2 separate regions of the Rattus norvegicus genome follow, and region 2 is linked to region 1. The links are chromatin contacts, called in public Hi-C maps. All regions are on one chromosome and are shown on one strand. Each heading gives the region's core, a stretch centred on a gene start, on an enhancer-like site or on the middle of the called end of the contact. The rest is flanking DNA. Distances are from core to core; before and after follow the strand shown.

What was found. A called contact is a pair of places that touch in the nucleus more often than the background predicts.
Region 2: a Hi-C map of the A7r5 cell line shows a contact between it and region 1, with 3 times the contacts expected there. The contact joins two enhancer-like sites. A contact is called at or near these places in 4 of 12 Hi-C or Micro-C datasets (the A7r5 cell line, the Rat2 cell line, Schwann cells and 1 more).

What each region holds. Positions count from the first base shown.
Region 1 is chr7:30,046,882-30,051,158 of GRCr8, reverse strand. No RefSeq gene overlaps it. Among named protein-coding and RNA genes, the nearest start is that of Ntn4, 25 kb to the left of the region's middle. Within about 2 kb of position 2,563, at least 5 of the 93 cell types and tissues checked have an H3K27ac peak or open chromatin away from gene starts, as enhancers often do. A contact at or near this core is called in the A7r5 cell line, where this site is marked.
Region 2 is chr7:30,156,131-30,160,353 of GRCr8, reverse strand. The region is part of intron 5 of Ntn4 (netrin 4); the gene reads right to left. Among named protein-coding and RNA genes, the nearest start is that of Ntn4, 85 kb to the right of the region's middle. Within about 2 kb of position 2,528, at least 5 of the 93 cell types and tissues checked have an H3K27ac peak or open chromatin away from gene starts, as enhancers often do. A contact at or near this core is called in the A7r5 cell line, where this site is marked.

The DNA of each region.
Region 1 (4,277 bases), core at 1,314-3,813:
CTCAAAATCCAGGCGTGGGCTTAAATGTCAGTCAATGTTTGGATAATTTAGAAACAAAACCCCTGAATAACAAAAGCAAACTGTTAAGCTGTAGCAAATGCAGTATACATTTAGAATAGTTTTATTTTCTTCTACAGACATTGCTGAACGTCATAAATCACAGGGCTTATGGATCTTAAAGAGCACATGTATGTGTTTTTAGTCTCTCTGTAACTACTGTTTACGAAGCCCCAGAATTAACAACAGGCTGGAACCAAGCAATGAAGGCCAGCCATGACTCATCACATCCTAACGCCGATTAATTTGTAGGCTTCCTGTGTGAATTAGCTAAGAGCTACAGCAATTTTTAAAGAAAGGGGACTAAAACTTTCTCTATTTCCTGCCTAAATGTCTTTTCAAACGTCCTTTTCAGGAAAGATGCTCAGACATGCTTTACGTAAAGAAAAGTAGGGAATCAGAATTACCTGACTAAGCCCATCTTTTAGAGTTCGGATGACAAATAAAGAGACAAGAGCAGAAGGAAACCACTTTTATAAGTTCGGATTGGGTGGCATGGTACCCTTTCAGTTGGAAACACCACCTTGCAGTAATTAACTAAAATGACATATATGACGGGAAAGAGGAGAGCTACCCACTGCACATCCTGTAGTCTTTAAGAAAATGTGATGTAATGCTCGCCCATATTTTTTTTTTTCGGGAACCCAGGGCCTTGCGCTTGCTAGGCAAGCGCTCTACCACTGAGTTAAATCCCCAACCCCTATGCTCGCCCATATTAATCTACAGGAAATGATATTGTGACGTAATGTTGAGGGATTGCTGCTCTTCGAAAAGGGGAAACCACCAATGTCACCGCAGCAAATGAGCGCAGAAATAGCTTCCTAAAATACACAAAGGAGCGTGATTAGAGACAGAATGAAAGCCAAAGAGAAAGTGTTCGGGAGTTCCATTAAGGCGTCAGAGCGCTCTCTCTGGAAACCATGACTCGTGAGAATCTGTGGAGGGCAGCTGGAGCTGACAAACAGACTCACTGTGAGTCACGCGTCCCAGGTGGACACCACTGTAGTCGATGTCTTTATGCAGGTGAAGACGGGCTCAAGATAAGGCAAGGCCTGTGACTGGGCAGTGAAAAGTAAGGCAGGGACAGAGTTTTTGTAAGGCAGGAGAGAGGAGAAAGAAAGGAGAACCAAGATGGAGGCAGGGAAGGACGACCCAGATCCCTGTGGCCTTAAATGGCCGCAGATAGTTATGAATATTTCTTTTTTTTTTTCTTTTGGAGCTGGGGACCGAACCCAGGGCCTCGCACGTTATATTTCTTAAGGGGTGGATTTTTATAGGACAGTTTGTCTTTTATAGGGCAGTTTATATCATCATCTATTGGTGGTAGGTTTATTATATGGACGTTTTGTGGACTGAGAATTTAAGATATAAATCTGATTGCTAAATTACAAGCTTATTGAGTTTTGGTTTAAATGGGTTACTGGGAGCTGTGACTATAACCACAGGAGGCAGATGCTGGGAATGTGAGCTACGAGATAGGCAGTCTCTGTATGAAACTGGCGTGGCAGCGACCCGCCTTGGGAACTAGATGGGTAGAGAGATGGCTACCAGCCTCGGAGAGTAGCCGTCAGCAGCGTGAGATGGGATGGAGCGTAGCAGGTGAGACGCTTTGCTGACTGAGATGAAAATATCCTGCAGGTGCCATGTGTCCTAACAGAGCCAGCACCAGCAAGGGATGGGAGAGATTCTTTTATTAATATTTATCACAGCACACCACTAATTAAAAGGTCTTTGGACTGCAATGCATACATAAACATTAAAACCTCAAAAGGGAAGCACACCTGGGCACACACCTATAATCCCAACACTGAGGAGAACAGAAGGATCACAAATCCAAGGCTAGCCTGGGCTACACAACAAGACTCAGTCTCAAAACAAAAAGAAAAGGAAGATAAGGAAAGGAGGGGCCTACATAGGAAGGAAAAAGTCCATCAAATATCACCTTTGTTGAAATAGAACAGTAATGGCTCGCTGAATCCAACATCTAGTGTCACCCGCATGCCTACACATCAGGTGTAGGTGGCATTAGGGTCACATATCAATGACAACAGTCCCTCGGGAAACTCAATGAAAAACCTTTGCCATTTGGTTCAATTTCTGGACAATTCCAGAGGTATAATAGAAAAAAAACGGGACATCAACTGTAAAAAATAGTTACAAGGATTAAAATTTAGAAAGAGGCAGAAATACCCAGCATGGCAGGCTGTTGCTGTAATCCCAGGACCTGGACGGCTGAGGCAGGAAGAGAGTGAGTCGTGAGGACAGCCGGGGCTGCACAAAAAGATCAACAACAAAACGAAGCCAGGAGGATCAGCTTCCCGATTTATAATCGCAGAGAACATTAAGCTCCGATGGCCAAGGACGCCATTTTTAAATCCCAACTCTGTCCTCTCAGCAGACTGAATGTTTTCTAATATTTTGGGCCAAAATTTAAAGCCCCACTTGGTGAAGAAAAAAATCAAGCCACCATCCAAAAATGTGTCTTGCCCCGCGTTCCTGCTGTGATTCATAAGGAATTCGCTTTGCAGTGTTGTTGAGAACAGCGATGGGAGAGGCGGTTTACTCTCTCCCTCCGAGTGATTTTTAAACCACATCAGTTCTTTTCCCACGTGCAGGTGGTTTTTTCTTTTTCTTTTTTTTTATCCACAAATGATTGCTTGGGGCGTTTTTTGCTTTGCCACACGTTTTAGAAGCGAAGGAATGAAGGGGAACCAGGTAACCTACAAACTTTTGCCTACAGTAGATTAGACCAATTCGGGGGTGGGGGTGGGGGTAGGGGTGGGGGTGGGTAGAGCCCTCGAGCTGCTTTAGAAGTAGAGAAGGCTCAGTAACAGCGCGCATGTCAAACATATTCCTAATTAACTTGCATTCAAATATTCGACTAAAGAGTGACTTTCTCCTAAACTAAAACTAAAGAGTTTTAACTCCTCCTATTTTTAGTCAGTGAGAATTTACCCACGTGCTGAGAAGTGTGCACAAAGCATCGGGAATTTCCTTAGAGGCCCGCCGTGTGACTTAGTGTATAATACTTTGCATATAAGCCTGTCATGGTGACACGTGCCTGTCTAACACTACCCTCAAGGAGATTGAAGTAGGAAAATCGTCAGTTTGAGGCCAGTCAGGGCTATAGAGTAAGACGTCATCTCTACAAAACAAAATAGAACCACCTCTCAAACAAAGACAGGTAAAACCTTGCACATTAAACAAAATAGGCCAGAGGCTGGGGTGCCTAGCAGAAGTGGGGTGGCGGAAATAAGATGGTGGCTTTTGAGTGGGCTAAAAAGTGGCAAGAAAGACCTTTCATGAAGGTGTGAAGGTGGAAATGTTTAGGGGACATTTGGTGGTTCTGTCTTGTAGAATTCAATAGAATGACAAAATTTGGCATTATAAGCCTAAAGGCCTCTTAGGTTAATTTTTCTGGGTTTGCAAACATATTTATAACTAGAAAATAGTCATTTAATGTCTATTGTCAAATGTCATCTTCCAGGTACGAAGGTAAAGACTGACTGGGGGGTGAGGACAGAAGGGGGCTCGGTCCCATGACAACCTTTGACAGAAATACTGTCGTTTTCCGCACTTTATAGTTTAGTGGGTCCTGAGGTTGCAGTGAGCTGCCTCAGGCCATGGAGTTCCTAAGTGGCCGACTCTGGGTCTCTCAGCGATGTTTTCGTGGCCCACGATGCTCTTCGTAGCCCACAATACTCTCTTGGCCCCCGATGCTCTTCATGATCCACAGTGCTCTTCGTGACCCACAATGCTCTTCGTGGCCCACAATGCTCTTCGTGGCCCACAAAGCTCTCGTGGCCCACAATGCTCTTCGTGACCCACAATGCTCTCGTGGCTCACAATGCAGCGCCGATTGCTCCTCTACTGTTAGCCAACCTAGATACCAGATAGAAGTTGGAATACCGTTCAGTATTCTCCTGCTCGTCTGTATTGCGTTATGTATCTGTGCGGTACAAATTGGTTTGAAGCAAATACTGCTGTACAACCCTAAGGAATTGGCTCTCAGTGACTTAAAATTGCCGCGGCGTACTGTCACCTTGTTCTTATTACTACTAAAAGCAGTGAGATACCCAGACCTTAAAAAAATTCCCTTACAGTCATGTGTGGTGGTGGAGGCCTGTAATCCCGGCACTCGGAGATGGGACTGTGATCAGTTGGAGGCTAACCTGGCCTATATAGCAAGTTCTAGGCCAGCCTGGGCTACACAGTGAAAC
Region 2 (4,223 bases), core at 1,279-3,778, 110 kb before region 1:
CACCACTGGGTGCTGCATGACCTGTTCTCCCATTGTTAATATCTCTGACACAGCCAAACCAACTGCGGTTATAGTCACACAGGAGACCAGAGGTTTCAAAGAGAGGTCTCTTCAAAAGGAACTATGCTCCTTTGGAAATACAGTATTACTCAGAGTAGCTCATTCCACAGAGGAGGGAGAACTCTCCCTTCTTCTCTCCCCTTAGCAACCACTTAGTTTGAGCCTGTTTCTGTCCTTAGCCCTAAATTCAGCTAGGAGACTCAGATTTTCCCTTGTGTTTATAGACCTTAAATGCACTGTCCTTTAAAAACACTTCTTTTCCTTACTTGTGTAAATAAATTCAGCTTCAATGATCTCCACTTGTCTTACATAAACAAACAACATCTTAGGAATCCCCAGAAGTGATTTCTTGGCCTGGAAAAGTGTGGGGGACAGTCAGTCCCCACAGTAGACTCTGGTTGAGGCCGAACTAAAGAGGAAGTGAAAACAGATGATTTAATTGTTCACAGGAATTAATGTATTGACCGTCAGATTTGGTGCAGGGCAATGTTTGATGGACCTGTGAGATTAACTCAAGTGTACAAGCAAGGCCTGTTGCATTTAGCACACCAGGAGAGTGAGAGGCACAAAACCAGTTGGAACATCAAAGAGGCCAACAAATCCTTGGTTGTTGGGCAGGAAGATAGCTGACCCTAGAACTGATTTCCAGGATCAAATGCCATTCTATGAGCTAAGGTGACCAGGTGACTATCCTACTAAATGTATGGGAGCCACTATAAGCAGTGTGTCACATCAATCCTTAGAGAATTCATCCAAGGCCACAAAGGCACTCACTGAGTTGGAAAGCAGGACAATAGTTTCAGAGGGGGAAAATGTCCATGAAGAAACACTGCAGGGGATTTCCTGAGGAAGTCTTTCTCAGACTTTACTCATTCTATCCCCACCCTCTCCCTGAGGCACACAGCGCATCTTTCCTCTCACAGCCCAGAGACCACAGTAGTGCTTAAACGAAAGCACTTTTGAAGACGGTCAATGAGCTGGTTCACACTCAGGCCTTTGGAGAGTGAACAGAGAGTCCTGTGCACTCACTGGGTGTCAGCCCTGTGCACTCACTGGGTGTCAGCCCTGTGCACTCACTGGGTGTCAGCCCTGTGCACTCACTGGGTGTCAGCCCTGTGCACTCACTGGGTGTTAGCCAGGGCTCATACATCACTGCCACCTCAGTGTATTGCTGTGACCTGTTACTGTAAGTTTCTCCCCATCGAGTAGGTAAGGCCTTTCCAGGCATCTTACAGACCTGGTGATTACCACAGTGCCTGGCAGAGGGGAAGCAAAGTCTTGTATACAACCACTATATAAAAGAGTAGTTGTGAACAGCACCAAATTAGACACTGAGGAGCCTTGAGGTAAAGAAAACTTCAGTGAACATCCTAAATTGAAAGTCATAAGGAAGTACCCCTTCTTGAGATTTCTACTAACACTTCATGGATTTAAAGTTCTCCTGAGGATCAAACACACGAATCTTGACTTCTGTCTTTCTCCCTCAGTAAATGTCTTAAAATTTATTTTGAAACTCTAAGTTTACACACACTCAAACAGAGATAAAATCTTCGGTTTTATTTGGACGTTGGTTTAAGTAGACAGTCTCACTAGCTCATTTAAGCAATTTAGCTCTAGAAAGCCCTCAAACGCTTAACCTTCATTGGAAAACATCTCACAGCCCTCTCAACCTCTAAGACAGTACAGTCAGATGAGGACTTGTTAAAGTGAATTTTTGACTTTGTCTGGGCTGGAATACGGGGTTCTGCATTTCAAAGCAGCAACCAGATGATGCCAATGAGATTAGGTCTCTGGACCACACAGAGGGCAGGTTGTTCTGCCTTGGTAAACTCAGAACAAATACAACAAAACCGGGGGTTGGGGATTTAGCTCAGTGGTAGAGTGCTTGCCTAGCAAGCGCAAGGCCCTGGGTTCGGTCCCCAGCTCAGAAAAAAAAAAAAAAGAAAAAAAAATACAACAAAACCATTATTCTGCATATAGTCATTTATGCTATTTTTGGAGCCACACAAGGGAATAGTCTAGATTTTTCTCCTTTTAATCACCCCCCCTTAAAGATTTATTTATCTTATGTATATGAGTACACTGTAGTTATCTTCTGGGATATCAGAAGAGGGCATCAGATCCCATTACAGATGGTTGTGAGCCACCATGTGGTTGCTGGGAATTGAACTCAGGACCTCTGGAAGAGCAATCAGTGCTCTTAACCGCTGAGCCATCTCTCCAGCCCTCAGCCTGTGTGTTTGATACTACATTCCGTGAAAGCAAAGCAGAAAGTGATGGAGGGAAGGCATCTAGGTATAGCAGTTCTCTATCAGGGACCTCCTGTGAATCGGTACATCACAAACACAGTAGACTTTGTGTGTCATCGGCTTAGTCACCAGACGTCATAGCTGCAGAGGACACACAGACGCTGGTATGGAAGAAAGGGAGTGGCACTGAACACATGCCAGTGAGACACATGCTGTAGAGAGGAATTCCACAGAAGAATGGGATTGCTGTGTCGTCAGATGGACTGCCGGCTCAGAAAGGGGAACGGAAGAACAAGACTTGTACTCTAGCAGGAAGTGGACGTGGATGTCTGTGCCCAAATGTACCCTGGAGTATTCAGGAAGTAAATGGAGCCTTTGCTCAGCAGGGCAGGGACTATGTAGAGAGGAGAAGACAAGTCTTCCTCATACCTTCCATGTCCCCTGAAAACCATGCTATAAATGCCAGGCTGCTATCGGCCATTTTCATAATTCTCCTCCACGGGACACTAAGAAGCATGAAAATACTGGCTGACTAGGAGTGATCTGCAATAAGTCTTATTAGAATAGTTCTAAACTTTGATGCTAAGAGATTAAAGGGTAGAATGGAGCGGTGGCTCAGCAGTTGAGAGCACGGACTGTTCTTCCAGAGGTGCTGAGTTCAAATCCCAGCAACCACATGGTGGTTCACAGCCATCTGTAGTGGGATCTGATGCCCTCTTCTGGTGTGTCTGAAGACAGCTACAGTGTACTTATATATAATACAGTGTACTTATATATAATAAATAAATCTTTAAAAAACAAGAGTTAACCTTTTGTTAACTTAGGACTCAGTCGAAAAAAATGTGACTTGCGGTTTTGTTTAGTTTTGTTCTGAAGGGTGCATTAGTACAGTTGTCATTGAGATGCCATTGGTTGTCTGACCAGCTAGGAGGAATCCATTTTTGTTTTACAGTTTCTTCTCTTGTACCCTTCTTATAAAATTCTGGATCCATGAGTACTTTACGTTGTAAAAAGCCAGAGATGACAGCATTTTACATTTGGCAAGCATAGGACTCAGAGCTTGTCACAGAGCAGTAACAAAAAACAAAAGGAAAATGTGAAGACATTCATTTTGGCTCCCAGTCTGTCCTGACCCTTCCTACTTTTTCTTTTTCTATTGTTTGACTCGTTCAAAAAAACATTTCACCTGTTCTAATTCTTCATGTGGTTTTTTATTTTATAAAAGGCAAACAAAATAAAAATTGTTAAGTAAGGGTCAGGGAGATGGTTTAGAGTGCAAAATGTTTGCCATGGAAGACTGACTATTTTAATTTGACCCTGAACCCACAGTAGTAGTAGTAATAGTAGTAGTAGTAATAGCAGTAATAGTAGTAGTAATAGCAGTAGTAGTAATAGTAGTAGTAGTAATAGCAGTAATAGTAGTAGTAATAGCAGCAGTAGTAATAGTAGTAGTAGTAATAGCAGTAATAGTAGTAGTAATAGCAGTAGTAGTAATAGTAGTAGTAGTAATAGCAGTAATAGTAGTAGTAATAGCAGCAGTAGTAATAGTAGTAGTAATAGTAGTAGTAGTAGTAATAATAGTAGTAGTAATAGTAATAGTAGTACTAATAGTAGTAGTAGTAGTAGTAATAATAATAGTAGTAGTAGTAGTAGCAGCAGCAGCAACCAGATGATGGTTTAGGGTTAGGATTAGGTTACTGCTACTACTACTACAACTACTACTACTACTACTACTACTACTACTACTACTACTAGCAGCAGCAGGGAGAGGAGAGGTAGAGGTTGGAGAAATGGCACAGCAATTAAGAACCCTCGTTGCTCTAGTAGAGGATGTGAATTTGGTTCTCAGCACCCATCTTGGGTGGCTCACAACCACCTGTAACTTCAGCTCTGAGGGATGTGATGCCCCCTCCT